Linked DNA regions of Mus musculus: regions 2, 3, 4, 5, 6 and 7 are each linked to region 1. Evidence: chromatin contacts called from public HiChIP or PLAC-seq, capture Hi-C and promoter capture Hi-C data. All regions are on one chromosome and are shown on one strand. Each heading gives the region's core, a stretch centred on a gene start, on an enhancer-like site or on the middle of the called end of the contact. The rest is flanking DNA. Distances are from core to core; before and after follow the strand shown.

Region 1 (4,112 bases), core at 1,082-3,581:
CTAGACGTCTGGTAGTTCTGTGAATGTACAGTTCTGAACTTGCTGAGGACACAAACACTCCTTGATCAGCTTCTTAATTCTTGTGTTTGGCACCAAACAATAACCGCTACCCAGGGACCAGGGCAGAGAGCCACACTTACCCTTGGAGGACCCCGTGGCTAAGAGCATCCTAAGGGTCCCGGCTTTGCAGGTCCACTCCTGGACCATGAGAAAAGAGCATCATGCGCTGTGCCTGTTGATCCAGGGAGTCGCTACTCACAAGCTTATCCCTGCTCTCACTGCCTGCACGAAACAACCACCTGAACAGCCAACCGCAAACCGGAACTAATTACACCTCGACCTCTGGCAAGCCCCAGCCCTTGTGCGGGACAATTTAGAGAGTCAATAAATTCTTCTGAGCTTGGGTTTTCCATTGCATGCCTTACTGCTGTGAATGCGGCTCCTTGCCTACTGAAGGGTCTAGTTGGTCCCTCTCCAATGGCAACTTCAGGCTTTATAAACAATGGTCTTTGAACAAACTGAAGCCCCCCACCCCCCAATCTTGTAGACAATGCGTACAAATAACGTCATAGGGCCAGAGAGACGGCTGGACGGGTAAATGCACTTGCAGAGAAAACCTGAAGGCTTGAATTCAAACGTCGAAAGGTGGAAAAAGACAACCAGCTCCCAAGTGTTGTCCAACTTCCCTCTCCCCAACACACACAGACACACACACACACTGACACAGTCACAGAGATCGTTCTGTCTCTGCACCCACCACCACTCCCCCTGCAAGAATAAAAGGTATGGGCAAATACGTTTTACATACATACATACATACATACATACATACATACATACATACATACGTTTGTTTGTGTTGGGGTCCCTAGGAGATACTCTGGCCCCCATCTGTGAGCTGTGTGGCTGCCAGCGCTGGGGAACGAGCTGTAGTGCCTGGTGCCGAGCCTTACCCTAGCCTGTGTTTTGTGCTTCTTACTGAAAGTTCTGCCTTAGGAATCCTTCTAGGGTCTCTTAAACTTCTGTTTTGTGCGTATCTGTCTGCTACTGTTGTCTAGTGTGGAAAGTATTTGCAGAGTTTCCAAGGGGTTTGTTGTTATTTATACTTTCTCCGCCCCCGCATCCCAGCAAAAATCCACAGAACACTGTGATAAAAAGACAAATAGTAACAGGTGTGGGTAGGAATGTTGAAATCTATATGCTGTTAGTTTAAAAAAAAAAAAGATGGAAGTGATACAGCCTCTTTAGAAAACATTCACAGTTCCTTCAAATGCTAAACATGGTGCTACCAAATCTCTATAATTCAACTTCTCTGTATCTACCCCAGATCAATGAAACTGCACCCCCATAAACGTGTGTACACACATATCCTCTGTAATGTTGCTTTGAAGATAAAAGCATAAAATCTCACAGTGTGAACAACGCAGACGCTACCAACTGATGAATGAATGTGGTACACTCGGGCAATCAGATCTTTCATTCAGCATTAAAAAAGAATGGGATAGAGACTCCTGTGATGTGAATGAACTCAGAACCACTGTAATAACTGAAAGAAGCCAATCATAAAACTTCATATTGCCTGATCTTATGAGATACCCAGAAGAGACAGATTTGTCACAAAGACAGCACAGGTCAGTGGTTGCCCGGGATCGAGAGGAGGTGGGTTAGGACGAGGGGACGGTTATTAATGTACATGATTTTTTTTCTTTTGTGGCTAATTAAAATGTTCAAAGAGGAGACTACAACGATGGTTGTGCAACTCTTTTTATGTACTAAAGTCTATTGAATTATACACTTTAGTCATTCGTGCATGCATTGTTTATTTATTTTGGCTTGTAAGACCAGGTCTCTTGTAGCCCAGGCTGGTCTTGAACCACAGTTTAGGATAACCTTGAACTCCCGATCCTTAGCCACTTGTGTGCTAAGAGAATTGAGAATTGAGTCTACAGAGTGAGTTTCTGGACATCCTGAGCTACACAGAGGGAGAAAGAGGGAGGGGGGAGGGAAAGGGAACGGGATGGGAGGTGGAGGAGAAGGAGAAAAGAAAAGAAGGAGCGGTGAGAATTTCTAGAAGCTCCAACACACACACACACACACACACACACACACACACACACACACACACACACACGACAAAAACTTTGAACCTTTCCAGCAGCTCCAGAAAACACACATACCAAAGAAAAACTTTGAACCTAACCTGCCCGCCTTCTTGTGCTCTTACTGCAGCCCCCCACTAGGAGGCAGGACCTCTGCAGGGCGGGCACGCGAGGATAGCTGGGAATCGTAGTTTCTGCACCCGTGGATGGGCAGGCGCGAGGATCATTGTGCGCAGTCGCACTCGTGGCTCTGCGCCCGCCGCTGTGGCCATTGTCCGACCCTGTTGTTGCAGAGCAGTACTGCCGGGAACAAGAAACTGCAGCGGGCGCTAGAGGGGCGGACCTGAGGTCGCGGATTCCGAAGCCCCGGAGGCAGATTCCGAGTGCAGTGGGTAGGAGGCTGTCCTCCGGGCCTCGCCGACCATCCTGCGGACGGACTGGGCGTGGCCGGAGGAACTGTCCCGAAGCTGTGGGGCCTTTCATTTGGCCTTGGGAAGAGCAGCAGGAGAAGGCGGGGCTCCTCCCCACGTTTCGGCCGAAGTGGCTGCAGAGCTGAAGGGGTGGGGCCTCGGGGTAGCCCGGTGAGTGGATCCTGTCCTCTCTCCTCAGCCCTGGACCATAGCCAGCACACACTGAGGCAGGAATGGCCCCGAGACCTCCGACGGCCAAGCCCCAGGTGAGCCGAGCCTTCCCCCACCGCCCGGAGCATCCCACCCTGAGAGGCCCCCGGAGTCTGTATGGAACAGTTATTGGTATAGGTATAGAGAGTCTTAGTTTGGATCGCTTTGAGTCTCCTCCTCTGGAGAAAACCCCTCCCAAAGTGCCCAGCCCTGGGCAGAGCAGGATTTCTGAAAGGATGGAGTTAAAGAGGAGACTAGGGAAGTGCGATCTTGTGAGAGGAAGTGTTCTGGGGGTGTCAGCACTGAGACTTTATTGCAGTGTGCACTTCTTAGAACTCTTCAGTGAGGAATGGAGGATAGAGGGACAAAATAGAAAAGCCCCCTGCTTCCCATCCAAAGGCCATAAAGAGATAGTAGGGGGGCAGAAGAGACCTATTAGAATAAGAGGCCGGTGAAGGTTGGGCGCTGAGTCGGAGACCACCATTACAGCCAAACCTGGTCAGACAAGCTCCAGCTTTTCTTGCCCCCCCCCCCGCCCCACTCGTTTTATTTTCCTTTCTTTCTTTCCCCATTAACAAATGTATAATAGTGCGCACCCTCCATAGCCCCGGCTTCAGGTTAATTAGTAAGAGACAGATTTATCAACCCACTTTTTAGTTGTAGCAAAAGGGGCATTTTCTGGACATAAGCTCTGAGGCTGTCCGTTTTACTTTGATGAGAACATAATCTGAACTCTCTTTGGAGTTGAAGGTAAGAACTAGGACTATAGCTCAGTGGTAGATCACTTGCCTAGTATGTGTGAGGTCCTAGGTTCAATTCCCAGCACCTCCTGGAAAATGATAAGGATGGGCTGGAGAGATGGCGCTCCAGTTAAGAGCACACACTGTAAGCTTTTACACGCTGCTCTTGCAGAATTAGTTTCGTTCCTAGTACTCACGGCAGGAAGTACACATCCACCTTGTAATACAGGTTAAAGGGGACCTGATGGCTCTGGCTTCTTGGATACCTGCTCTCACAGGAACAAAATTGTTAGAAACGGGGGAAAAAAATCTCAGCTCAAGGCATTGAGGAAGAAAGGATCGCACAGAGTTGAAAGAAGCCTAGCAGGGCTCTGAACTCTTGTAAAAATGGTCCAACTGAACCAAAACTGAGCTAAAAACCACAGTTTGCCAGGGTGACTTCCGTCTTTTCTCCCTCACAGAGGTGGTGACTGAAACTCATCCCGTTAATTGAAGCTTGATCCTATAATCTGACACGATTGGCTAATTGTTGCAAAGGGGAAGGCTTGGGGAATATAATATGGGCCTTTATAAGGCTATTTTCGTGAGGGGAAAAAGGGTTTGCACAATACCCACAGAGAGACCCATAATATAACAAAATACTTTTAACAGTA
Region 2 (4,112 bases), core at 440-2,939, 880 kb after region 1:
TCTGATAACACAAATGTAAATTCTAGGTCTGTAGGTTAAGCTTGCTAAAGGGCCCACCCCAGAGCTGCCTGCACTGGGGCCTCCCTTGCTCAGAGACTCTTCCCCAACTCCAGCATTCCAAGTCACAATAAAGTGCCCAAAATCACAGAGGCAAAACTTTGTTAGGGATTTATATGGGTACATCCGCAGGGTTTTAGGATTTGTGACCAGCTTTGTAGACACAGTAACATACATCAAGGCATCTTTAACACCTGAAAAACACTGCCCACGTGGCTGTTGGCATCAAAATCCCACACAGAATTAAAAATTATTTTCCAAGATGCGCACCCTGTGCTCAAATTGATATTTTAATAACTCGATTAAAAATTTCCCAAAAGTCTATTAAGAGTCAGGAAACAGTCTGTGGTGGAGGTGAGGATGTGTTTTTGCAACGGAAACTTTTAGCCCCCGAGAACAGAGCAGCCAAAAAAATCTCATTTACATGTTTTCCCTCCATTCTCCCTTAGCACAGTGAAAAAAATGAAAACCCGTGTGGAAGAGTATGTTTGCTTACTTCTCTCCCCCTACCCCACGCACGCGTGTGCATTACACACAAGCCATGTGGACTCACATGATCCCATTTTTAAATTGTCTTTTATTTTCCACTCCGGAGTAAATTCGACCATTCACTATCAGAGACATCATTATACATAAACTTAAACAACAACAACAACAAAAATCAAAGCCAGGCATGGTGGTACTCTTCTGTAATCCCAGCATTCGAAAAGCTGAGTCAGGAGAACTGCCCTAAAATTGAGGCCAGTCTAAATCTACACAGCGAATTGCAGGCCAGCTAGACCTACATAACAAAATCACCTGTCTAAATAAATAAATAAATGCAGTCGCCGTAAATTTGGTGTGGTGGGTAACGTGGGGGGAAAATATTTTCATTAAAAAGAATCAATAGCCGAGCATGGTGACTTCTGACCGGCAGGGGCAAGCACAGCTCTGTGAGTTTGAGGCCAGCCTGATCTACATAGTGAGCTCCAGGCCAGAGTGGGCCAACAGAAATCATCAACAACAAAAAAATCCACGAACAGGAACAACAACAACAAAATCCACAAACAAAACTTGGTAACTCGTGATGGTGGTGGTGGTGGTGAGTATGGCTTGCCCTTTCTTAATTAAAAAGTGAGTCTGATAGCCCCTTGACCAGCTCACTGCAGACACTGCTATGAAAAACCCCGAAGGGCCCGGTTGCTGTCCAAGCTGTGGAACTCCATTCCCCAGTGCTGAGCTCCAGCGAGCGGGCCTCGATCGCTGCAAGTCCCTGGAGGGCTTTTCCCCTCCTGGCTGACATCCAGGTCCCCCAGGGTCTGTGTCCTCCTAAGTACACCACGGAGCAGGGCCGGCCGCCTCAGGCTCGCCGCCACCAGGTCGAGGCAAAAAAAAAAAAAAAAAAAAAAAATCTTTTCCCTTCTCAGGGCCCCAGAAGCCAGGCCGCCTCCCTCCACCCTCCCTGCTGGCTGGCGGGGCCCTTTCCCAGCCCGGGATCAGCAGCGGCCGCAGCAGCGACGGCAGGAAGCGAAGCCCTTGTTGATGCTGTTCCGTGGCGCGCCTGTCCGCCCTCCGCCGGCCGCCAGGCTCTTCCGGGCTCCCGGACCTCCCCCCCTCCGCGCGTGCGCAGTGCCCCACGAGGGGGCGGGGCTCAGATTCCTGTCAGCGGCGCCGGCGGTGGCGGCGGCCGTCAGTGTGCGCTGAGGAGAAGCCCGAAACGGACCCGTTTGGCTCTCCCTCTTCCCCTTTCCCCGGTCCGAAGCTTCTGGTCTCTGGACTCACCGGGAGTCAGTTCTCCACTCCGCAGAGCTGTTCCCTCCACTCCGCCGCCCTTCTCATCGCTCGGCCGGGTGGGAAGTGACTGCCCTCGAGGAGGAGGAGGAGGCAGCGGCTGCCGCCCTCGCCTCACCGCCCCCGGTTCGGTGCCCGCGGATCCCGGAGAGGAGGTGCCGCCGCCACCGCCGCTCCCCCCCTCCCGCTGCCCTCGGGCCGGGCTGGGTCGAGCTGCGATGCCCTCGGACTTCATCTCATTGCTCAGCGCGGACCTAGACCTGGAATCGCCCAAGTCCCTGTACTCGCGAGGTGAGTCAGATGGGGGGGTGGGGGGGTGGGGCGTGGGGGCGGGGAGCGCGAGCGCGCGGAGTCCCGGGCTGGGGTGGGGGGGTCCCCCGTCGGGGCCGGGCTCGGGCGGGCTTGCCCCTCACGAGAGTCCTGGGCTGGCCGCGGAGGGCCAGGGGTGATCCCGGAGCTGCCGAGCGGCGCCCCCCTCCCCAGCGCGGCGCGGCGCGGCGGCGCGGCGGGGGGCTTAGGGTCCGCGCGCCCCCCAGAGTCCTCTGCGGTCCCGGAGGTTCGCAACCTGCCGGTCGGCGGGTCCGGACTCCACCACACTCGGCGGACTGCCGGCCCAGTCCTCCCCCGGCTCGGGAATCACCCCACTGGTCCCGCTGCTGGGGACACCGGGGAGGGGGGGTGGAATCGGGGCGCCGCGGCTCGTGTCCCCCGGACTCTCCTCTTTGGCAAAGTTGCCCCACGCCGGGCTGCGTGGCCCCGAGGGGCTTCGGAGCTCAGGGTCACCATTTTTTTTTTTTTCTCCCTCTGGTCTTGTTTGTGCGCGGTCGTCCTACTCCCCCCCCTTCCCCGGCCTAGTCCACTCCCTCCCCATGTCGGGACGGCCCCCCTCGGCCAGGCGTTCTTCCTTTCCTCGTCATCTTCTTGCCTGGAAAAGGCCCCAATCTTCTTTCTCTCTTTCCACCTCCGTGACATTCTAATTACTTCTCTTTTACAAAGATAGGGATGCCCTCCTTGGAGTACTTGTATTCCTCTCCCTGGAGTACCAGGCTCGGGCACAGTCCTGCCCTTTGAGAAAAATTCTCTTCTGTTGCTGTTCAAGGGCTTCGTGCAGAGAGGAGGCAATGAACAGAAAATCCCATTTAAAACTACTTTGGCTAAGGCCTGCAGGGGATTCCCAGCATCTAAAACATTAATACTTGAGGTGATCTCTGCTGGGGTTAAATTCCTACACTGGACACCACAAGAATGTGTCAGAACAGGTTCCCCTTGCAAGGGGTATCAAATCAAAAATGCCCCCATCTGTACTCATTTCTTATACCAGTGGAAGGAGGCTAAAGACAGTTCTTTTATATTTTTTTTTACAAATAAACCATGGTGAACCCTTTTCCCAAGAAATCCAGCATTTCTCCTATTTTTTTGGTTTTACAAACCCACCAGAAAATTTCACCTCTTTGGGGTAGAGAAGGACTAAGCCTGGTGTTAATGTATTTATATGAAGTGAATCAGAGGGATGTGGTTTGCCCTGGAAGGTGCTAGACTTTATAGACTACAGGCCATTGTCTGTTGCTTTGATGAATTTAGTTGGCAGTCACTATCCTGTAGGATGTTTTTCAGATATTACCTAAAGTAGCTTAGAAATATTGTAGTTTGAAGTGTCAGAAAGAAGAGAAAATATCAAGAGATGATCCTTAGAATAGGGCTAATGCACAATTGGATGCTAAAAATAGTCAAGACAGTAATACCATTTGGGCAGTAATCATTAGATAATTTTCCATGAAACAAATGCTTTATCAAAATCTAAGTTTAGCTTTAGAGACCAGTGTAGAAGCAACCCAACCTTCCTTTTGCAGACTAAACTAATATGGGCTTAGGCTCTTAAAAATACATAATAGTTATGTAAGAGATGTATGCTATCCTTGGCATTTTTTTCTCATTCAGCATAAAAAGTACTTAATGCTTTTTGTGTTTTTCAGATTCTCTGAAGTTACACCCATCACAGACTTTTCATAGAGCTGGACTATTGGAAGGTCAGCAAAGTGCCCTGTTACAGCATAGTGTGTCAGTGTGCAAAGGCTTTCTCTGAGATGGAGTTGAAGTGGGAAAGTGGGAAACTTTGCAGACTCACACAATCTAGTTTTTTTTTTTACTAAGAAGCCTGATCCTTCTTTTAGAGCAGCTAAATGTTTCAGTGGATTTCATTGCTGTGCTTGAATTGCTTGTAGGCCGTTGTATCTGCTTTGAGAGGCCTTGGGAAAATCCCTTAGGATCATTTAAAATTATGTGTT
Region 3 (4,112 bases), core at 407-2,906, 850 kb before region 1:
AAGGAATCCTTTAGGACTCAGAGATGGGAACTCATGTCTCTGTCCTTTACTACCATGTGCGTGGAGGGTCTAGAATTAGGGACATCTCTAGCTTAGTACATCTGCTACAGTTGAGCCATCTAACTTTAGATCAGTGGTTCTCAACCTTCCTAAAGCTGCAACCCTTTAAAACACCTTATGTTGTGGTGACCCCCAACTATAAAAATTATTTTCATTGCTGCTTCACAACTGTAATTTTGCTACTGTTGTTAACCATAAATATTTGTGGTTTTCAATGGTCTTAGGTGACCCTTATGACCGTCAAAGGGATGGTGACCCACAAGTTGGAAACTGTTGCTTTAGATTTATGTGTTAAGAAAGAGGAACTTGGGGGCTGGCGAGATGGCTCAACGGTTAAGAGAACCGATTGCTCTTCTGAAGGTCCTGAGTTCAAATCCCAGCAACTACATGGTGGCTCACAACCATCCGTAAAGAGATCTGATGCCCTCTTCTGGTGTATCTGAAGACAGGTACAGTGTACTTACATATAACAATAAATAAATCTTAAAAAAAAAAAAAAGGAAAAGAAAGAAAGAGGAACTTAGCTTTCTGTCACTCTTGTGTAAGAAACTGGTGCCCTGCCGGGCGTGGTGGTGTGCGCCTTTAATCCCAGCACTTGGCAGGTGAATTTCTGAGTTTGAGGCCAGCTTGGTCTACAGAGTGAGTTCCAAGACAGCCAGGGCTACACAGAGAAACCCTGTCTCGAAAAACCAAGAAAGAAAGAAAGAAACAAACAAACAAACTGGTGCCCCAACAGTGCTGGGGTGGGGTGTGAATGCAGGTTGGGGCCAAATACTTGTACGTGAATTTCTGATTTACAGAGCCACCTCTTGCTTTTCCAAACAGTCTTGAAGACTCTACACAGCCAGCGGTTCAGAGCTGGGAGGAACCTCTCGCTAAACTGGCTTAGCAATTCCCCAGGACGACCCAACCCTCAGACCAACACCACCAAGACACAACGATTCTAAAGCCCTTGGGGGAGGAGAGAAGCCTTTTCCATCTAACTTCCCTAGGCACTGCCACCCAACAGGCCTAGGGTTGGGCCAGGGGGAAGAAGCTTGGAGGCGCACTCGTCGCGCCGGCTAACCAATCCTCGGGGACCCGTCCTTCTAAATTATAGGACTAGCTCGACGAGGTTAGAGGCAACCCGAGCCCAGGTAAACCACTGCGGTTCTTGAAGGCTTGTTTACGTCTGGGCCCCCGCGCAGAGCCGCAGCTAGAGGCAGACTCCTTCCTGACATGCCCACCATCAATCAGCTCGCGGGTTCCCAGAGGCCTCGCGTGCCCTTCCCGGCTCAGGGAGGCCCCCCTCAGACAGCCCGGACCCGCGGCTCACCCTCGAGCGTCTCGCACTGCACCAGGTTGAGGTAGTCCGCCTGGCTGAGCACCCCGGCCTTCAGGCCGCGCACTAATCCCTCCAAGTAGCCATTGTCCACGTTGAAATAGAGCTCCGGGAAGAACGACATGGCTGCGGCGGGGGTGGGAGGCGGCAGGGGAGGCGGGGGGCGGCGGGACCAGAGAGCCCCGATCTGCCCGCACGCAACTAGACTCCCCGGATCAGCTGACGCGGCGGCCGCAGCGGGCTGTCAAGTGCGTCAGGTGACGCACCGCGTCTCACGTGACCGCAGTAGGGCCTGGCTCTTAAATGGCTCCAGTTTCCGGGCACCCTGGCACGCATGCGTTACTCTGGAGTGCCCGACCGGCTATAACTGCCCTCCCGGCGCCTGCGCACTAAGGAAAGGCGGCCCTGGAGCGCCTAGCGGAGAGCAAAGAAAGGTCGATGATGGAAATCGACCGCGTGGTGGTGCTAATACCCTCAGGATGCGAGGTGGGCCCTAAGTTGAGTTTTCCTGGGTTTGGCGCTTCTGTCTGGCTTCATTAGGGCCAGCCGGGTAAAGCTGAGCGGGTGTGCTATTCCTTAGGCTGTCGAGGCTGTCTCCTACCAGACAGAAACCGAGGTCCAAGGAAGAGGAGGGGAGAGTTTCGGAGCCAAATGGTTATCCTCCAACTAGACTTTACACCCGGTAAGCCGCACTGCGCCCGCTTTCCCGGCGTTTGTTGCACTAGTTCTCTAGGACCGGGGTGTGGCCTTCTGATTTCCCCAAGGGGCCTGGTGCCTTAAACTCGCCCATATATGTGGTTCAGATGATGGTGTAGCTTAGACCCCGAGGTTATGGTGTGTGTGGTTCCAGCATGACGACGCCCCGACAACCCTTCGACAGCCACGTTTGAAATAACCACAGCTTTAAGGTTAAACCGTCCCATCCTTTATTCTCATCCCCTGCCTTTGCCCAAACAACATCCATTGGCTAGGTGCGACTACAGAGGTTCGTGGCCGTACCCAGCTTGCGGCAGTAGCAAAAGGCATTGAAGAAGCGGCAGTAGCACGTAGCGCACGGGTCGCAGCAAGGTACCTGCTGTCCCAAGCAGGACTCGTGCAGCCTTACACAGCGACGCGGAGAACGAGACTCGCGGTTCTGTGGATCTAGCACCTGCATTCGTAGGGGAATAAGGTTCAGGAAACTCTCAAACCCCGACCCCAGTAGGGTGGCAGTGGACTGAGGTCAGGGAGGGGCTGCAGTTCTGCCCAGGTTGGGTAATCCGGAAGTGGGGAGAGATGATGGTATCTGATGCGCCCTACCTTCTACTTTATCCCTTTCCCTAATGAGTTACCTCCGCCAAAGCTTCTGCCTTCTGCAGCAGAACTTCTTCTGCTCGGTCTGCAGTTGTCTTCTTGAGGCCATTCAGACTTAGACCTGGGGCAGAAGATGTGAGGGCCACACCCACCATGCACCAAGTACCCACCTCCCTAGGTTGGGATTGGGATTGGGGAAGGAGGTCTAAGCCTGGGCGGGCAGGTCTGTGGCCAGCAATGGTCGTTGCCCCACATATCCCCAACCTGACCATACTCACCTGGGAACTCTGGGAACAGAGCCTGGTCAGGCCTTCTGATGCCCTTCAGTGGAGCCACGCCCATCTGGACCCCCAGTGTGGGAGGCAGTGCCAACAGCAGAACACAACTCAGCAACATTGCAGTCAGCATGGCCTGGCTCAGCAGGAAAACCCCCATTTAGTCTCTCCTCATCCTTAGGGTACCCTACCAGCGCTGAGAGAGATGCTCCCAGAAAGTCCCAATTCCTGTATAGTCTTTGTGCTTACCTTTGCTTGCTGATCTTTGCCTAGGGATGTCCTGGTCTCTTGTGCCCTGAGCTTATATGGCAGTGCCTAATAAAGGGTCCACACGTGACTGCTTCCTGTAGCCAGGGCATGAGGTGCCTCCCTGGAAAATGGAGGCACAATTCAGGCTTTCTCCCTAAGACCTGAACCTTTGGGTGTTCTATTAGAACATCTCCAATTTGGCATGAGACAGCCAGGAACCAATTAAACTTTGGGAACAAGATAGGGTGTCCAGACCCCAAAATTTCCATAAGAGCAGAACCTAGGGATGGGTCATGCTAGAACCATTAGCAATAATAAGGCAGGCGGCCCTCTGATCTTAATTTAATTTCTGTCCCCACAGATGTTCACTTAGTCTCCCTAGGACATGTTGTTTCCTTTGCTTCCAGGAACTTTGTCAAGGGCACCAAAGAGGGTCAGTATCACCATGCAGCAGTGAAGTGAAAAACTAGACCCAAGGTTTCTTTGGAAGAGAGATCAAAAAAATCCCTTATAGCCAAAACCAAACCCACCCTCCTGGCTCTCCCTCCTCTGTGCTTTCCTTAAGACCCCCCCCCCTACACCTATTTCCATCCCCACGCCCCCTTTCTACCTAAGGTTCCTGGAAACCAAGGGAGCAGAAAACACTGTTCCCCCGGTGGGCATACAGCTTCAGAGGACAAAGCTTTCAGGCCGCCTGCTTCATTAGTGTTAATGGCTGCTCCCTTCCGCCCTGTGTTGTCAGGTCTCTGCCTACGCCTGGCCTCATCAGCTTGACAGAGTAAGGACTGCACATTTGTGGGTGTAACAGGACCCATGGGACTTTTTTTTTTTTTTTTTTTTTTGACAGAATCTTACTATGTAAGGCCAGGCTGGCCTCCAATTTACAGAAATTCACCTATCTCTACCTCCTAAGT
Region 4 (4,112 bases), core at 1,137-3,636, 740 kb after region 1:
AGAAGGAGAGAACTGACCACTACAGGTTCTCCTCTGACCTCTATAGGGACCCCTCCCCACCCCCATAAGCAAGTCAATGTACTTTTTTTTTAATTAGGTATTTTCCTCATTTACATTTTCAATGCTATCCCAAAGGTCCCCCATACCCCCCCAATCCCCTACCCACCCACTCCCCCTTTTTGGCCCTGGCATTCCCATGTACTGGGGCATATAAAGTTTGCAAGTCCAATGGGCCTCTCTTTGCAGTGATGGCCGACTAGGCCATCTTTTGATACATATGCAGCTAAAGACAAGAGCTCCCGGGTACTGGTTAGTTCATATTGTTGTTCCACCTATAGGGTTGCAGTTCCCTTTAGCTCCTTGGGTACTTTCTCTAGCTCCTCCATTAGGGGCCGTAAATGTACTTTTTAAAGGTGGAGCTGATGCAGATTTTCCATAAGCCCTAAATTCAACCACGTATAACTTTCTGGATTTTTTTTTTGGAAATCTTACTGCCTCACAAATTTTATAATAGGGTCTGTGGGAGAATGGCGATACAAGAAGCAAGCTCTTTGCTCTGTGTTTCATTTTCACTGTTTTGTAGGGATATGCAGTTTACAAATCTGTGTGCTCACTCCTACATGCACAAGGAAGCTGGAGGAGTGGTCACGTGTCTTCATCTGTCATTCCTCTTCAGGTTCCCTGAAAGAAAGTCTCTCCCTGAACTTGGGGCTTGCTGTTTTCAGCTCTACCAGATGGCCAGCAAGCTCTCAGGAGCTGCCTTCCTCCACCACCACCCCAGAACTAGAATTACAGGCATAGGAAGGCCTGCCGGGCTTTTACTGCCGAGGGAGGGAATGGTTAAGTCGTCACTTTTGCTCAGCAAGTGCTCTGAGTCTCTACTGTGGTGCCTTTCCCCTGTGCTGGCTGGTTTTGTGTGTCAATTTGATGCAGGCTGGAGTTATCACAGAGAAAGGAGCTTCAGTTGGGGAAATGCCTCCATGAGATCCGGCTGTAAGGCATTTTCTCAATTAGTGATCAAGTGGAGAGGGCCCATTGTGGGTGGTGCCATCCCTGGGCTGGTAGTTGTGGTTCTATAAAAGTGCAGGCTGAGCAAGCCAGGGGAAGCAAGCCTATAAAGAACATCCCTCCATGGCCTCTGCATCAGCTCCTGCTTCCTAACCTGCTTGAGTTCCAGTCCTGACTTCCTTGGTGATGAACAGCAATGTGGAAGTGTAAGCTGAATAAACCCTTTCCTCCCCAACTTGCTTCATGGTCATGATGTTTGTGCATAGAATAGAAACCCTGACTAAGACAATGGCTTATAACCTGCAAGCATAATAAACCTTCTACTTCTCCAGCTGGTTTTGGTCAGTATTTATGAGAGCCATCAGAGCAAACTACAGTACATAGTTTGTGTAATTAGGAACTTAGGTTATGGAAAGTAGACATGGTGGTGTCCTTTTAAGCCAGCACATGGGAGGCAGAGGCCTCTGAGTTCCAGGACAACCAGGCTTACATACTGATACATTTCTAAACAAACAAACAAACAATAAAATATTAGTGAAAGAGGTTGCAAATAGTTTACAGAGTCATGAGTGCTAGGTTGTGAAGTAACACCGTGAAACATTTTAGGATGATCAGCCTCTTAGTTTTCACCGCAATTAAAGAGAAAGGCTCGCAACCTTGCACATTAACTTAGAATTCCAAATTACCTAGACTTTTAGCAAGGGTCATTTGAAGTAAATCCTATTTTAGGCCATTTAGAAACTAAAACAGTGTAGATGAGCCCTGATCACTGAAGAATTCAGTTAGAGATTGTTTTGTCAGTAGTGGAAGAAACTTAGGACATCTACCCTTGCCCCAACTGCTGTCCTAAGGCCTTGTACCTAAGAGCCATGGAGTCCAACGCCACTTGTGATTTACACAGTGGATTGCTGGGCTCACGCCTCTCTTAGCACACTCTCTTTAACACACATCCCAAACCTCTGGGCAAGGAAGGTAGAGGTCACCACACCCATTTTAATTGTTGAGCCTTTTGGAGCCTAAAGGGAACCAGTCTGGGGGACAGCAAAGCTTGTAACCCCGGGGGCTGCAATTCTGGATGGGAAGATCAAGGGAAAATGCGGGTCCGTTCATTCGGGGACCCAGGGTGGCAGGAAGGGAAAAGAGACGCTGGAAACCGGCTCTTTTCTTTTAGGGCCGGGCCTGCCCATGGGCCGAGCAGAGAGAATGCTCTCCTGTGGTGACACTTGTCACCCGGCCACGTTTAGGCGCTGGTCCAAAATCACGATATCTGATTGGCAAGGTTGGAGGGGCTGGTCGACGCCGATTGGCCAGTCGGACGTCGGACCAGGTTTACCCGGTTACGGAAGCCGAGGAGGACCCAGCGCGGGCCGGCAAGTCAAGGAAGTTAGCGGTGGAAGCCCAGATAGCGGCGGAGAGGGCTTCGGATCCCATGGCGACCCCGGAGGCCAGCGGCAGTGGCGAGAAGGTCGAGGGCTCCGAGCCCTCCGTCACCTACTACCGGCTGGAGGAGGTGGCGAAGCGAAACTCGGCGGAAGAGACGTGGATGGTGATCCACGGGCGAGTCTACGATATCACCCGCTTCCTCAGCGAGGTGCGGGCCGGGGAGGCGGGAGGCCTCCGCGCGCTGCCGGGGTGGGGGTGGGGAGAGGCCACGCGTGGCTGTCCGGCGCCCGGAAGGAACCGTGACCCTCGGAGGGGCTGCAGTCTCAGCCTCGACTGACAACGTGCGTTTCTCAATGCATGGAGCACTTGCAGGATGCTAGATCACACGCCAGGCCATCAACCCGTTTCCCATAAAGAGAAACTGAGGCTCACGGAGGCCGGGAGCTCTCAAGGGCACACACTTAACGACCTAATCGAGCCCAGTTCAGAACTGCTCCTTTCCAGGAAGTATGCCTTAGAAAGCAGTGCTTTGGGGGGCTTTTATTTTCTAGAGGAGAAGGCAGTTTTTTTAAAAAGTAAAAACAATTAAATTTTGTATGTGGGGGGGGTGGGGGTGGGGGTGGGGGCATCTGCATCTGCGTTTGGTGCCAGAGGTCAGAACCCCAGGAGCTGGATAAGAGGAGGTTGTGAGCCTCCTGATGTGGGTGTTGGGTACTGGATCTTCCGAGAAAACAGAACATGTGCACATGTGCTCTTATCCAGTGAGCTGAGATTCCTCCCACCCCTGTTCCTGGTTAGGCAGTAGAGTGTGTGGGGTGTGTGTGTGTGTGTGTGTGTGTCCGTGGAACTTTTATGTAGAGCAGGCTGGCTTCGAACTCAGGGATCCTTCTGCCTCTGCCTTCTGAACGCTGGGGTTAAATGTGTGGGCCACCAACACCTGGCTTTCAACCCTTTTGTTAGTGCTTCAAATCAAATCTTATTACTCAAGATCTCTTTGAGACTGTTGGGCCACAGATAATTTTCCTCTTTGTGACAGGGCGTTTTTCAGCTTATTACATAGTCTCTGTAGACCTTGAACTTCTAATCTTCCTGTATATGCCTTTCTAGGGATCAGATCGCTCATGCTTATTAGGCAAACACTGTCAACTATATTACACCTCTAGCTGGGGTTTGACAAGTGTATTTGACCATGTAGTCACTACAGTAAGGAAAAAGAACATTTCACCCCACTAAGATGTTACTCTCTTGTTCCTTTGCTGACTGTCAATCTTTTTTTTTTTTTTTTTCCAAGACAGGGTTTCTCTGTGTAGCCCTGGCTGTCCTGGAACTCACTCTGTAGACCAGGCTGGCCTCAAACTCAGAAATTTGCCTGCCTCTGCCTCCCAAGTGCTGGGATTAAAGGCGCCACCACTGCCCAGCCTAAAGATTCTTTTTTTTTTTTTAAAGATTTATGCATTTATTTATTATGTGTAAGTACACTGTAGCTGTTTTCAGACGCACCAGAAGAGAGCATCTGATGTGAGCTACCATGTGGTTGCTGGGATTTGAACTCAGAACCTTTGGAAGAACAGTCAGTGTTCTTAACCACTGAGCCATTTCTCCAGTTCTTGTTTTCTCTCTCTCTCTCTCTCTCTCTCTCTCTCTCTCTCTCTCTCTCTCTCTTTTTTTTTTTTTTTTTTTTTGGTTTATCGAGACAGGGTTTCTCTGTGTAGCCCTGGCTG
Region 5 (4,112 bases), core at 755-3,254, 680 kb after region 1:
ACCTAGGACCACAGATACTTGGGGGGCCTCAGTGCTCCTCAAAGGTACAAACTTCCAAAACCGTCTTCAACGTCAACCACTTCCCAAGGCCACAAAAACAACCCAAACCACAGAGCTATCCTCTCCACAGCTAGAGGGCTTACTACTTACTCTGTCTGTCTCTCCCTCCACCTGCTCTTCCCTCTACCCACGCAGAAAAGATTCCACAAGGAGTCTGCAAAGATCCCTGACTTCTGCTAGACAATAAAATAAAATAAAATAGTAAAAATGTGTCTTACAGCCTCCTTGACCAGTTTTCTGCTGGATTCAACCATAGAGTCTGTCAGTGTGAACTCTGTTTTAATCATCTCCAGCACATTGATAGCTGATTCCAAGGGTGTGAGCTCAGCCTCCATATCAAAGGAACAGTCTAGGACAAAACACAGTTTCCACTTTAAGCTCTTTGCTAAGGAGGAGCAAACATGTCCAAAAAGTTTACATAGCTATTTATAAAGCATGCAAACACCACAAGACTCATTTGTACAAAGAACCATGCAAACCAGGCATTTAATCTCCTCACTCAGGAGGCAGAGGGCAGAGGCCAACCTGGTCTACACAGTGAGTTCAACAGCTATGGCTATGTAGACTCTTTTAAGACTCTGTCATTAAAAAAAAAAAAAACTAATAATATAAAAGGGCCATACAGACCCAGTAAAGTTTGCATTTATTTGTTTATGTCCTTGATATATGGTTCAAATTCCAATCAACATATTTCTTTTTTGTTTTTCAAGACAGGGTTTCTCTGTGTAGCCTTGGCTGTCCTGAAACTGGATCTGTAGCCCAGGCTGGCCTCGAACTCAGAAATCCACCTGCCTCTGCCTCCCAAATGCTGGGATTAAAGGTGTGCACTACCACTGCCCGGCTGGCTTCAACGTATTTTAAGTGACTATCTTTCAATACTTTTTAATACAGCTCAATTATAACATATATGTTTGCCTCCAAAATCCAGAATAACACAACTTCCTCAGATACAAGGGGCCAACAATGAAGAGAGTTTGTTAAGTAGCTGCCAAGTTCAACTTGTGTGTGGATGGGAGAGTGTTCCCACTTTACTATTTGGAGGAAGAGGGAGAAAGATGTGTCCTTATTGACGTAACTTACTTGTAGCAATAAAAATGGGTGTGCAATTAACAGGTGGGAGAAAACAAAACAAAAGACAGCCAAGAAACTTTAACTGGAGAAAACCGGAATTAGAGAATTCAACCACTGTTGAATGAAAAAGCCCTCCGCGGTGGAACCAGTAGTGCACTTTAACCCGGAATCTTTCAGTTCCGGATGTTAAGTTTGAAAATAACAAAACCCTACGTAAGTAAGCCCAGAAAAGAACACACAAAAAATAGCCGTACCTAAATTTTCTCCTTCTTCAATGCGCGACAGACACTGCATAACCCGCAGCAACCGGGACACCGTATGCTCCTTCCCCAAGGGCCTGACAAGCAACGCTGGGAAAGAAGACATGGTTGGCTCCGCGAGCCCCGGACCCCAAGTCATGCCCCCCAAAACCATGTCCTCCTCCCCGCGGCCCGAGCCGGCTCTCACCCTGCATGATGTCCCGGATCTGCCTGAAGTCCCGGTACCGGCTACTCCGAAAGGCCCGCAGCGCCTCGTGGAAATAGAACTTGAGCACCCAGCGGTTGACCGCCTCCTCCAGGCGAGCTTCCCCCGCGCCCCGCTCGGCCGCGCCTCCCAACCCTGGCTCGTGTCGCCCCCGTCGAGCCCGCCCGCCGCTGCGCGATGCCCGTCGGCTCGCCGCCCGCCCGCTGCTATCGCTGCTCCCGCCTCCTCCCGCCATCGTGTTCGACCGCCGCTCGCCCTCCCCGCCCTCCCCGCCCTCCCGACTGGGCCGTTTCCTTGGCTGTGACGCCATCGGGTCACGCACAACGCCCGGGCCGGAAGCAGGGCCCGCTGTCCCGGCTCCCGCAGCCATGATACCGACGGGGTTCCGAGCCGCCCGCGGGCTTCTGGGAGGGAAAGGACCGAGGCGGCGGGGGGTCTACCCACCTCCTCGGCATCCGTAGTTCCTCTTGTGTCTGCTGCAATGCTTGCTGGGGATTGGAGTCCACACAGCCCAGCCAGGCGCGCTATTTTGAAGACTACGCTGCAGACTTGGGACAGTGTAAAGAATATGAAAAATAAGCGCGTGCATAATGTTAGACATTTCGCAAATTGTGAAAAGCAGTACAGTAGAAAGAAATTACTTTGTTTTGTTTTGACACAGAGTCTCACTGTGTATCCCTGGTTGGCTTGGAACTCAAGACATAGAACTCTGCCTCTGTGTTGCAGTGCTGAGATAGTGCCAACATGGCCAGCCTTTTTTTTTTTTTTTTTTTTTTTTACTTTTTTTCTTTTTAAAACATAGGTTTGTTCTGGGAATCAACGGAGGTCCTCGCCATTCTAGAGCAAGCACTTTATCAACCGTGCACTGTCCCCAGCCACCTAGTAAAAATGTATTCTAAGACAGGCCCTGCAAAGTTACCCAGGCTAGTTTTGAACTCATGTCAGAGCCCATCCACAACATGGCTTTGGAGCCACTCTCTAAAGCAATCCTAGCTATGGTAATCCAAGCTGCTTGGTGATTCCAGCCTGTTTGCCTTACTTAACAGGAGCTAAACTATCTGCCTTGATATCCTGACAGGTCTGCTTCTTATTGTGTAAACCTTGAACAAGTTACTTCTCCGTTTGTGTACCTGTGCCCCTTTCTGTCAAGTGGACATCGTGAGGATTGTATTAAAATGAACTGAGTTACTATTTCTGGTTCCTGTAGCTCAGGGTTCAACAAATTGTGTGTGTGTGTGTGTGTGTGTGTGTGTGTGTGTGTGTATACACAGAGATCCAAGGATAACTTTTAGAAGTTGGTTTTTGCCTTTCATTATGTGGATCCTAGGGACTGAAATCAGGTCATCTGGCTTAGTCTCTGGCAAGCATCTTTATCCACTGAACCATCTATCTTGTTGCTCCTGGATTCCAATTGCTTTTCATGAACTCATCCAGAGCATGCTTGGACAATCTATTTTTGTTTACAAAAAAAAAAAAAAATCTGATTTTTAAGTTTGGTGCAGTGGTCCATGTCTTTACACCCAGTGTAAAAGTTATAGCTCTGAGGGGAAAGTATCTTGGCAGTCAAGAACCAAGGAATATCACAAAGTCACACTATACGACAAACCTCACACACAAGAAATTTACTGGGAAGGAAGGAAGACTCAGGCTCAGGCGAGAGGCAGCTGGATACTGAGTAGAAGGCAGGGTTTATGTGGGGTTTCTTGGGGTGAGAGTGGAGCAGGGCAAGTTTTCAAGTCCAGAGCTTGAGTTTTTTTACTCTGTAGGGTGAGGGCTGGCTGGGTCCAGCCATTAGAGTGGTTAGAGTGTTCTGTGGATGGAACTGGTGGTTGGAGCTCCTCAGGGGCGAGGCCTGGCAAGGGAAGGTTTCTCTCTAAAAAGTATTACATCTGTGCTTCAGCAAGGGGGAGGTTGCCACAGTGGAAGGTGTTACACCTCTGTTCTGGGAGGTATCCTGTCAATCAGGGGACAAAGAACTCCACAAAATCACACTGTACAACAAATCTCACACAAGAGATGTGTTTGGGAGGGAAGACCCCAAAAGGGTGGCTGCCTCTGCTTGGGTAAAAAGCAGCAGTGAACTGAAGGAAGACTTTATATAGGGTTTCTTGGGGGGTGGGAGGTGGAGCTTCCCAGAGTGGACAGTTCCAGAATGGGGATTGGTGGGATTTCAAGGAAGTGTGGCATTGTGAAGGCAGGGTTTTGAGATCTTAAATGCTCAAGTTACGCCCAATATGAAACACATCCAGTTTCCTTCTTGCAGATCAAGATGTAGAATTCTCAGCTCTTTCTCCAGCACTATGTCTGTCTGGATGCTGCCACACTTCCCACCATGATGGGAATGGACTATACCTCTTAAACTGTAAATCAGACCCAAATTAAATGTCTTCTTTTATAAGAGTTGCCTTGCGGGCTGGAGAGATGGCTCAGAGGTTAAGAGCACTGATTGCTCCTCCAGAGGTCCCGAGTTCAATTCTCAGCAACCACATGGTGGCTCACAACCATCTTGTAATGGG
Region 6 (4,112 bases), core at 723-3,222, 620 kb after region 1:
CAAACGTAGTTTGATCCCGAGTGAAAACTGACTCCTTAGTCAGCACAAGGCAGACATACACAGAGACACAGACACACTCACACACACCACTAAACACAATGTTTGGATGGTTGATTGTTTTTCTTTTTTTAAAAGATTTATTTGCTTATTTTATGTATGAGTAGTGTTAGGAAAGACCCACAGGAGAGATGGTTGTGTCATGTGACATGATGGGGTGTCCAAAGGCTGGAGTGATGGATCTACGAGTCACTGGAATTCCAAGGGTGTCCAGCAAGTGTGCCTTCCGCCTAGCAGGCTTCAAGGGAGCATGGCCCTACCAGTAACTTGAGTTTTAGACCTCCAGCCTCTAGAACTCCTGGGGTCTTTTTTTTTCTTTTTGGCATAATTTTTTTCTTCCTGTGAACTCAGAACCTCTGGAAGAGCAGCCAGTGCTCTTAACTGCTGTGCCATCTCTCCAGCATCTCTCCAGCCCCGACTGGTTTTTTGAAACGGGGTCTCTTTATGCTGTCCTGTTGGTCTTGGAGCTTGCTGTATAGTTCAGGCTGTCCTCAAACTCACAAGAGATCCTCTTGCCTCTGGCTCCTGAGCGCAGGTTATTAAAAGCATGTGCCACCATGATCTTTATTGTAGCTATGAGGGAGGGAACAGTCAGAGGCATCCGGAAGAGCCCAGAGCTGAGAAAGAACAGAGTGGACTGAATAGGGTCAGCTGACTGGACCTGACTGTGAGGGGAGCAGGAGCTGTGCAGAGAGGGAGAGACAAGACAAGACCAAGAGGGCACAGAGCTGAAATCGCAGGGTTATGAGGAGAAATGAGTAGCTGGGGAAGGGAAGCCCATGAGTGACGTTTAGGGGAGGGAGCAAAGCGCACATTAGCCCACAGACCTGGAGGCTAGTGTGCGCTTCCCTATGCTGACAGGCACCTCAGACAGCCATGTTCCTTCTGCCAGTGGTAAGGGAAATGACGTGGCTCCTTTGATAAAGGGGAAGCAGCTCCAGAATCTCAGGAAATGCAGTTTCCTTTGCACCTGACACAGAGAGAGAGACCCTGCCTGAAAAAAAGAAGTATCTGGGCATGGCAACCCAAAACTTTAATCCCAGCAAAGGCAGGCAGATCTCTGAGAGTTTGGGTGGGCAGGAGTGTGGCAATCAGAGGACAACTATAAGAAGTCTGCTCTCTTCTTCCACCCAGCAGGAACTGGGGATATTAGCTCATTTGTCTTGTGCACAAGTGCTTTTACCTGCTGAGCCATCTCGCTGGCCCAGAAAAGTTAACAGTTAAAAACTAGCACAAACTTGGTGGTGGTACAAGCCTTTAATCTCAGAACTCAGACGGCAGAGGCAGGTGGATCTCTGTTCGAGGTTACGCCTGGTCGACAGCCTGAGTTCCAAGACAGCCAAGGCAACACAGTGAAACCCTGTCTTGAAAAAAAAATAAAAATAAAAACCATCACAAAACAGGCTTTAGAATCATTCTCTCATAACAGTTACCTGGGATTGAACCCACAGTGTGACATTCACTATGTATACATTAGTTCATTCATTGTCCCCTAAGACAGGCAAGGTAAATACTAATTAACATAACCTATTAAATAGCGGGAAAACACAGCTCCAGGGAGTTTACTTTTTATGGTTAGGTTTACTCAAGTGGGGTACAGATTCTACTTGTTCCCTCCGCCCCGCCCCTCACTCTCTCACAAGGCACGCCCTTGGTCGGCCCCGCCCACCTGGGCTCCCAACTCCGCCCAGAACTCCCCATCTTTGTCCACGTCCAGCCCCGCTCCTCTCCCGGATCTACCAGGCCCCGCCCCCGTCGGCCCCACCCCTCACTCGGCGGCTCCGCCCCTCACTCCGGTTTTACCGGCCTTCGGGCTGGCCCTTTACCGGTATCCCACCAGACCCCGCCCCCGGCAGGCCCCGCCCCTCTTAGAGGAGCGGTGTCTGCAGTTGCAGGCCATGGCCACAGGGCGGCAGCCGCGTGACTCGGGCTGGGCCGCTCTGGGCCGCGCTCCTCGTTCACCCTCGGACTCGGCTCCCACTGCTAGTGGCAGCTCTGCCCGCGCCGAGAGCCGACCTGCCGGGCTCCTAAGCGGCGGACCCACCACCTCGGCTCCTCCGAGCCGGACCGAGGCCGCAAGCAGCACCGCGGGGTGTGGGGCGGACCCAGGATATGAAATGACAACGTCAACCCTCCAGGTACTTGGGTGCGGCGCGCCCGCGGAGGCCCAAGGCGGCAGGGCCTGCGGGCCGCGGAGCGGACGGGCGGTGGCCTCCTCGGAGCCCGGCCTGGCGGTCCCTGTCAGGCTGCCTCGTCCCACCCGCGCTGCAGCCTCTCCCGCGCTCGGAGCCCGAAGGACGTCTCCACTGAGCCCCGGCCCAAGCCGAACCGGCGGGCCGGAGCCCAGGACGCGCAGCCGGGGCTGAACTGCCGCCTTGCAGCGGCGCCGCCTCCCCCTGAGCGCGCCCGGGTCCCGCAGGTCGCTCCGGGAGCGGCGTTCACCCGCTCCTGCCAGGCGCCCTGGCAGCCCCCTGAGCTGCTTCCAACGAGCCCCGGGTTTCTCGGCCAGCCACCCTTCATTCATTCCCTACGTCCTGCAGGGTGATGCTGGGGTGGCGCCGCCCGGATGAAGGAAGGGCTCGTTCTAGAGCTGTCAGAAAGCATAAACACTGTCAGGCCTCAGGCTTGTGTTTAAATCCCAGCCCTGCCACTCACCAGTGTGTCTAGGTTTTGGATGTTGGAATGTTGGATTTCCTCATCACTAAAATAGGCAGTGCCCTTGTAGGGTGGTTGTCAGACGACTTGAGACAATAATTCAGGGAAAGCAATTATAACATAGGTTCAGCATATCATGTACTCGGTAAGCCTTTGCTAATAAAGTAAGCGTTTGGGTGGAACCAAGTAAGACTTTATGAAGGAAGGGACTTTAGCCAGAGCATCAAAGAGTGAGTGATATTTGCATATCTGGTGGTGGTGGTGGCTGCTCCAAGTAGAAATACAGGAGTAAATTTCTGTTCTAGGCTTGAAATTAGATGGAATTCAGAACTAGAACCCACCATTCACTGCAGAAACTGTTCTGTTTGTTCTTAGGGTTAAACCAACTTCGGCCTGATCCCACCTGCCTGGCCAGAGTTAGCACTACATGTGAACCAAGAATATTATCCAACTTTTAGGAAACAGTTTTATGAAGAGCTAGCACTCATGCTATAACGGTCACATATTTAAACTGTACCATCCAGGGCTTTTAGAGGTTTGAATCATCACCAAAGAAACTCTACGCCTTTAACCACTGCTCCTCAGCCCTACTGTCCCATGTAGCATACTCTGTGGCATTGTACGTTGTTGTGTTTGCGTGCATATGTATGTATGGTGTGCATGTGTTGTCTGGGTATGACAGTGCCCGCACACGCATTCCCATGACCTGCCCGTGTGGGGAGGTCCGAGGATAACATGCACGCATCGGTTCTCTTCTGGATGTTCAATTCAGGCTGTCAGACTCCGGTAGGAAGCGGATTTCTTTTTTCCTGGGATTTCCTTTATTCTTTGACGTTTCATACATGTCAACCATGAGTCTGGGTCTTGTGTACTTCCAGCTCCACCCCCTACTCCTGTGCCCCCCCTCTCAGTAACCCGCTGTGCCCAGTTAGTGCTTCTTAAATTTTGATTGGTCTTAGTGAGCTCATCTGGTGCAGGTAAGCTGCATTTCACAGCACCCCTCCAGCCTCTGGCTCTTTCCTCCCCTCTTCCAGTTTTTTTCTTGTGCCTTGGGGACATGGGTGATAACTCTCAGGGCTGAGCCCTCCCTCAATAGACACTAATCTCAGTTAGGAGTCTGCATTGACTGCTAATCATCTAACCAACTCACCACCACTGAGAGGAGCAACTTCTCTGGCCTAGATTATATCTGTGGAGATAAGTATAAATACTTAGAGGACAGATCAGCATTATGTCATCTAATAAAACAACAGTGTAGATTCTTCTCTAGGCCTGTGGTCCCTAAGCCATGGGCTTCTGACCAGCTTTACAGCGCCAGATCTGAATTCTTCCCTGTACAGCAGGCCTCAGATCCAAGCCAAATATAGTTGAGCGCCCCCATAACTTTTGTGCCACTATTG
Region 7 (4,112 bases), core at 675-3,174, 560 kb after region 1:
GTAAGCTGGAGGTAGAATAAAAGAGGAGTTGCTGGTGGGATCTGTTCTCTGTATCAAGAGATGCTTTCCCAGCTGAGTATGGTGACTCAGTCCTGGAGTCTATTATTTGTGAGACGGAGGCAGGAGGATCACCTCAACTTGAAGCTCGCCTTTGTCTATACAGTGAGAAGCCAGGCCAGCTTACAGAGTGGGACCTCGTCTCAAAATGAAGGAAGGTAGAGAAGGAGTAAGTGCTTTCTTAATAAAATATCCTTATTGGCTAACAGCAGGCCTGCGGCAAAACATAGAGAAGTACATGGTTAACTTGAGCAGGGAGAGTGAGGGTTAGAAACAGGTGCCGGCTGAGGCAGTCAACTGTATACGATGGACACCAATTTTCTCAGGTAAGAAGGAGAAGCTCTTCAGTATTTAGTGTATCGTCCTATACAAAACTATAGTTGGTTGATAATCTGGGGGATTAATTGGCTTCAGGGAAATTATATTAGTACCTGCAAGGGCCATATGGAGAAGCTGGGGTGAAGTGGTGTGTTTTGTTTAATGGCTGGATTTCTGCAGATGTTAATTCAAGGAGTATTCATATACCTCTGAATGATAAGGCCTCCCCACAGGTTGGATGAGTAATGATACTGCAGTGTGTGGTGATTTACATTTAGCTGAGGCTCTTAAGAGCATGTAATATCAATATAACAGTCATTACACAGATGATTATAATACAAGCCTAGAGATTAAGTAATTTGTTTATGGTTGGGTAATGAGTCAGTAATAGAGCGGGTCAGGGAGGGGAGGATCTCAGATCTCTGAGGCAGTGGTGCTTATTATGTTCCAGGGATATTGGAGCACCCTCTCATTGAGCTGTATCTTCCCCCCCCCCCCCCCGGTACTTAAGGGTTTGTACCAACCAGCCAAGTGTGGTGGCGCACACCTTTCATCCCAGCACTTGGGAGGCAAAAGCAGGTGGATATCTGAGTTTTGCTCAGCCTGGTCTACAGAAGGCGCTCCAAGATAGCCAGGGCTACCCAGAGAAACATTGTCTTGAAAAACAAGCCATATTCTAAGAAACCTGATCATTTATTTAAGCTTCTTGGTGGTTTTATGTCAACAAATATATATTTTTCTGCAAGAAAGATGGTTAGATAATGTGGGGGAGTTTTGTTTGTGTGTTTTGTTTTTGTTTGGCTCTTGTAATTATCACTGTGACTATTATCTTGGAGATTCCCATGTAACCCAGGCTTACACTTAGCTCACTGTGTAGCCAGAGATGACCTTGAAGTTCTGCTCCTCCTGCTCTTACCTCCTGTGTACTGGGGTTGGATCAGGGTTTCATGTGTACTCGGTACTGTTGCTGCCAACTGAGCTATATCCCCAGCATCCTGTCTGGTATTTTTTGATTGGAATTCTTCTGTATGAAACAGCTTATTCTTCCCTGTTTATTTACCCAGTTGTTTGTTCAGTACAGACTCATGGTTTTTATTCTTCTGGGTTATAATCCCTGTTGTTCCACTACTAATTTTGAAGTTGGAAATGTCCTACTCTTTGTTTTTATTGTGATTTAATCAAAGAAACAAATAAAACATTGAATCATTATTTGATCTGAATTGACCACAATATTATACTATTGCTGGACAGTGAGTATCAGTCTTAGTGTACTGCAGCCACGTTCCTTAGTTAAGTTACATAAAAAAAGAGAACATGATCTCATCTTTGTCTTTTCTTCTCTTCCTGAACTTGGTTATTCTGCCAAATTAGTCAGAAAATCCCTAATGACAGTAAAACCCTGGCAGTTACAAATAGCAGTCCTTTTGTGCAATTGAAAATGTTGCAAGGTGATTGCAGATATGGAAACTTGGATGACTTCTTCTTCCCAGTGTGGCTCTCACTGCAGTTCAGGATGGAGCTTGCTGACCCCGTGAAGGCCGCTATTGTGCTGGGTTAAACTGTATTTCCGCCTATAGTGTATCACTCAGTGTGCTGATCTAAAACAAACCATCCGGTTTATCCAGCTAGTCCAAGAGACATCCACTTAGCAGCAAAGAAAAAGGTGGATTTCCTTGCACTTAAATGGCTAGAACTTTTTTGTTTAATGGAGAACATTTTGCTTAGTCTTTTCGTAAGTATTTTCCATGGTTTCTTTTCGTTTTGCTAAGACATTCAATAATGTGTAACATTTTTATCTTTGTATTTCTTACAGAGATAAAATGTTTTTCATCCCAATTTCTACTTTATCTGTTGGCCTGGAATCTTTGGGGGTTGGGAGAGAGTGTAGCTTTTTTCTGTTTATTTTTTTGAAGTTTGTGTGAGTCAGGGCCTCATAGAGCCTTAAACTGATCATCCTCTGGCCTCTACTTCCTGAGTCCTGGGATGACAGGCATGGACTTCACAGGTGTGCCATTGGGCAAGTAGAGTAGGTGACAAAACAAAGCTGTGACGTGACAAGTGCCAGGCTAGGATGGTGATGCACGAATTCTGGGGGACCCTGAACAAGGAAGCCTGCAGAAACTGGTCGTTGTGAAAAATCAGGAAGTCAAAAAGCTTGCTGTCTGGATTCCTGTCTACACGTATCAGTTTTACATAACAATAATAATCTCACTCTATAGATATTTGTGTTCAGTGCCTGCTATCTTCTAGAACCATTTATATGTATTAGTATATGTATTGAGTGAGCTCTCTTGGTTACTTAGTTGATATTAGGGTTAATATTACATTTTTATGTGCTCTCTGTGGGTTATAAAAAGAAGAAAAAGAATGATTCATTGAAATGACTCAGCAGGAAGGTGTGTTCTGCCAAGTGAGGTCAGTTCCCACATCCCATATGGTAGGAAGACTGAACCAACTCACATGACCTTCCACATGAGCGGTGACATTCGCACACCCAGTCACATACAAACATATACAACACAAATCTATAATAAATTAACAAGAAGATTATATAGGGCTAGAAACATGGCTTAGTGTTTAAAGCACTGACTGCTCTTACAGAGGACCTGGGTTCTATTCCTAGCACCCACATTGTGGCTCACAAATATCTGTAACTTCAGTTCCAGGGGATCCAGTACCTGTTGGCACTGAATGAAGGCAATGGTACACAGACAAACATATACATATGTATGTAGTATGTATGTATGTATGTATGTGTATACATATATATGTGTATACACACATACACACACACACACACACCCTCATACCTATAGAATAAATAAAAAAATTAAAAACAAGAGGATGTGAAGGAGGCTGTGGTGGTGCACGCCTTTAGTCCCAGCACTCGGGAGGCAGAGGCAGGCAGATTTCTGAGTTCGAGGCCAGCCTGGTCTACAGAGTGAGTTCCAGGACAGCCAGGACTACACAGAGAAACCCTGTCTCGAAAAAACCAAAAAAAAAAAAAAAAAAAAAAAAAAGAGGATGTGGAGGTGGGAGGGGACACCTGAAAGCCACTTCCTGAGTTGAGGTGAGAAGAGTGGAATTAGAGGCTGTGTACATAGCTCAGTTGGTAGGGTGCTTGCCTAGCAAGCATGAAGGCCCAAGTTTGATTCAAGCACTGTATGAACCTGGTGGGGTGGGTTGTGCCTGAAGTCCCAGCACTAGAGGTAAAGGCAGGAAGATCAGGAATCCAAAATCATCCCCTGATACATAGCAGGTTCAAACCCTGTTTTGGCTTAAAAGATTGTCTAAAAAAAAAAAAAATATATGGGGAGGGTGTGTCTTCCCAAGTTACAAAGTTTTTGTAACTAGTTCACATTTTAATCTAAATTCAATCTTAGATTTTGGGCTTGAAGGTATAGTTTAATGGTAGATCAATTGTGTAGTGTATGAAAGGTCCTATATTGATTACCCCCCTAGGGTTGTAAACGGAATATTAGATTCTATTCACTATACTCTAGTCCAGTGACTCTTAACCTTCCTGAAGCTGTAACCCGTTAATACAGCTCCTCGTGTTGTGGTGACCCCACCCATAAAATTATTTTTGTTGCTACTTCATAACTTTAATTTTGTTACTGTTGTGAATTGTAAATACCTATGTTTTCTAATGGTCTAGGCAACCCTGTAAAAAGGTATTTTAACCCCTGCTAGGTTACAACCCACAGTTTGAGAACCACTGTTATAGTCCTTTGGAA

The links. Promoter capture Hi-C pulls out the DNA fragments that hold promoters and counts their contacts. HiChIP or PLAC-seq counts read pairs in DNA pulled down with a chosen protein or histone mark. Capture Hi-C pulls out chosen DNA fragments and counts their contacts.
Region 2: a contact with region 1 is called in an H3K27ac HiChIP or PLAC-seq map of thymic regulatory T cells, with 4 times the contacts expected there. The contact joins the promoter of Nfat5 here to the promoter of Zfp90 in region 1. A contact is called at or near these places in 2 of 39 promoter capture datasets (cranial neural crest and liver) and 2 of 115 datasets of contacts at active chromatin or transcription factors (bone marrow-derived dendritic cells and thymic regulatory T cells).
Region 3: a promoter capture Hi-C map of liver shows a contact between it and region 1. The contact joins the promoter of Atp6v0d1 here to the promoter of Zfp90 in region 1. A contact is called at or near these places in 3 of 39 promoter capture datasets (liver and pre-B cells), 1 of 115 datasets of contacts at active chromatin or transcription factors (pro-B cells) and 1 of 9 other capture datasets (liver).
Region 4: a contact with region 1 is called in a promoter capture Hi-C map of liver, with 4 times the contacts expected there. The contact joins the promoter of Cyb5b here to the promoter of Zfp90 in region 1. A contact is called at or near these places in 1 of 39 promoter capture datasets (second pharyngeal arch cranial neural crest), 1 of 115 datasets of contacts at active chromatin or transcription factors (bone marrow-derived macrophages) and 1 of 9 other capture datasets (liver).
Region 5: a promoter capture Hi-C map of liver shows a contact between it and region 1, with 2.7 times the contacts expected there. The contact joins the promoter of Terf2 here to the promoter of Zfp90 in region 1. A contact is called at or near these places in 3 of 39 promoter capture datasets (the 3T3-L1 cell line and liver), 1 of 484 Hi-C or Micro-C datasets (liver), 1 of 115 datasets of contacts at active chromatin or transcription factors (T-cell acute lymphoblastic leukemia) and 1 of 9 other capture datasets (liver).
Region 6: a capture Hi-C map of macrophages shows a contact between it and region 1, with 5 times the contacts expected there. The contact joins the promoter of Vps4a here to the promoter of Zfp90 in region 1. A contact is called at or near these places in 7 of 39 promoter capture datasets (the 3T3-L1 cell line, the C10 cell line, cranial neural crest and 3 more), 2 of 484 Hi-C or Micro-C datasets (cortical neurons and ventral hippocampal neurons), 2 of 115 datasets of contacts at active chromatin or transcription factors (astrocytes and bone marrow-derived macrophages) and 2 of 9 other capture datasets (adipose tissue and macrophages).
Region 7: a contact with region 1 is called in a promoter capture Hi-C map of liver, with 2.2 times the contacts expected there. The contact joins the enhancer-like site here to the promoter of Zfp90 in region 1. A contact is called at or near these places in 7 of 39 promoter capture datasets (the 3T3-L1 cell line, HPC-7-derived erythroid cells, cranial neural crest and 4 more), 1 of 15 datasets of contacts at CTCF or cohesin (the NIH/3T3 cell line) and 5 of 115 datasets of contacts at active chromatin or transcription factors (T-cell acute lymphoblastic leukemia, astrocytes, bone marrow-derived macrophages and 2 more).

Annotation. Positions count from the first base shown.
Region 1 is chr8:106,412,996-106,417,107 of GRCm38.p6, forward strand. It overlaps Zfp90 (zinc finger protein 90), which reads left to right and starts at 2,332. Exons shown (of 4, transcript NM_011764.4): 1 at 2,332-2,775. The coding sequence starts at 2,743.
Region 2 is chr8:107,291,781-107,295,892 of GRCm38.p6, forward strand. It overlaps Nfat5 (nuclear factor of activated T cells 5), which reads left to right and starts at 1,690. Exons shown (of 15, transcript NM_018823.2): 1 at 1,690-2,118; 2 at 3,801-3,854. The coding sequence starts at 2,046.
Region 3 is chr8:105,564,408-105,568,519 of GRCm38.p6, forward strand. Atp6v0d1 (ATPase, H+ transporting, lysosomal V0 subunit D1) reads right to left here and starts at 1,657. Exons shown (of 8, transcript NM_013477.4): 1 at 1,376-1,657. The coding sequence starts at 1,505. It overlaps Agrp (agouti related neuropeptide), which reads right to left. Exons shown (of 5, transcript NM_001271806.1): 2 at 3,199-3,319; 3 at 2,953-3,085; 4 at 2,713-2,795; 5 at 2,288-2,531. The coding sequence starts at 3,082. The coding sequence ends at 2,349. It overlaps Gm38250 (predicted gene, 38250), which reads left to right and starts at 1,773. Exons shown (of 4, transcript NR_168532.1): 1 at 1,773-1,867; 2 at 1,962-2,063.
Region 4 is chr8:107,148,275-107,152,386 of GRCm38.p6, forward strand. Cyb5b (cytochrome b5 type B) reads left to right here and starts at 2,387. Exons shown (of 5, transcript NM_025558.5): 1 at 2,387-2,599. The coding sequence starts at 2,438.
Region 5 is chr8:107,094,544-107,098,655 of GRCm38.p6, forward strand. Terf2 (telomeric repeat binding factor 2) reads right to left here and starts at 2,005. Exons shown (of 10, transcript NM_001371065.1): 1 at 1,579-2,005; 2 at 1,386-1,481; 3 at 279-409. The coding sequence starts at 1,966. It overlaps Mir7075 (microRNA 7075), which reads right to left and starts at 1,563; the gene lies at 1,482-1,563.
Region 6 is chr8:107,029,297-107,033,408 of GRCm38.p6, forward strand. It overlaps Vps4a (vacuolar protein sorting 4A), which reads left to right and starts at 1,973. Exons shown (of 11, transcript NM_126165.2): 1 at 1,973-2,195. The coding sequence starts at 2,175.
Region 7 is chr8:106,970,272-106,974,383 of GRCm38.p6, forward strand. All of the region lies in intron 1 of Sntb2 (syntrophin, basic 2), which reads left to right. Among named protein-coding and RNA genes, the nearest start is that of Sntb2, 37 kb to the left of the region's middle. Within about 2 kb of position 1,925, at least 130 of the 459 cell types and tissues checked have an H3K27ac peak or open chromatin away from gene starts, as enhancers often do. A contact at or near this core is called in T-cell acute lymphoblastic leukemia, astrocytes, bone marrow-derived macrophages and 1 more, where this site is marked.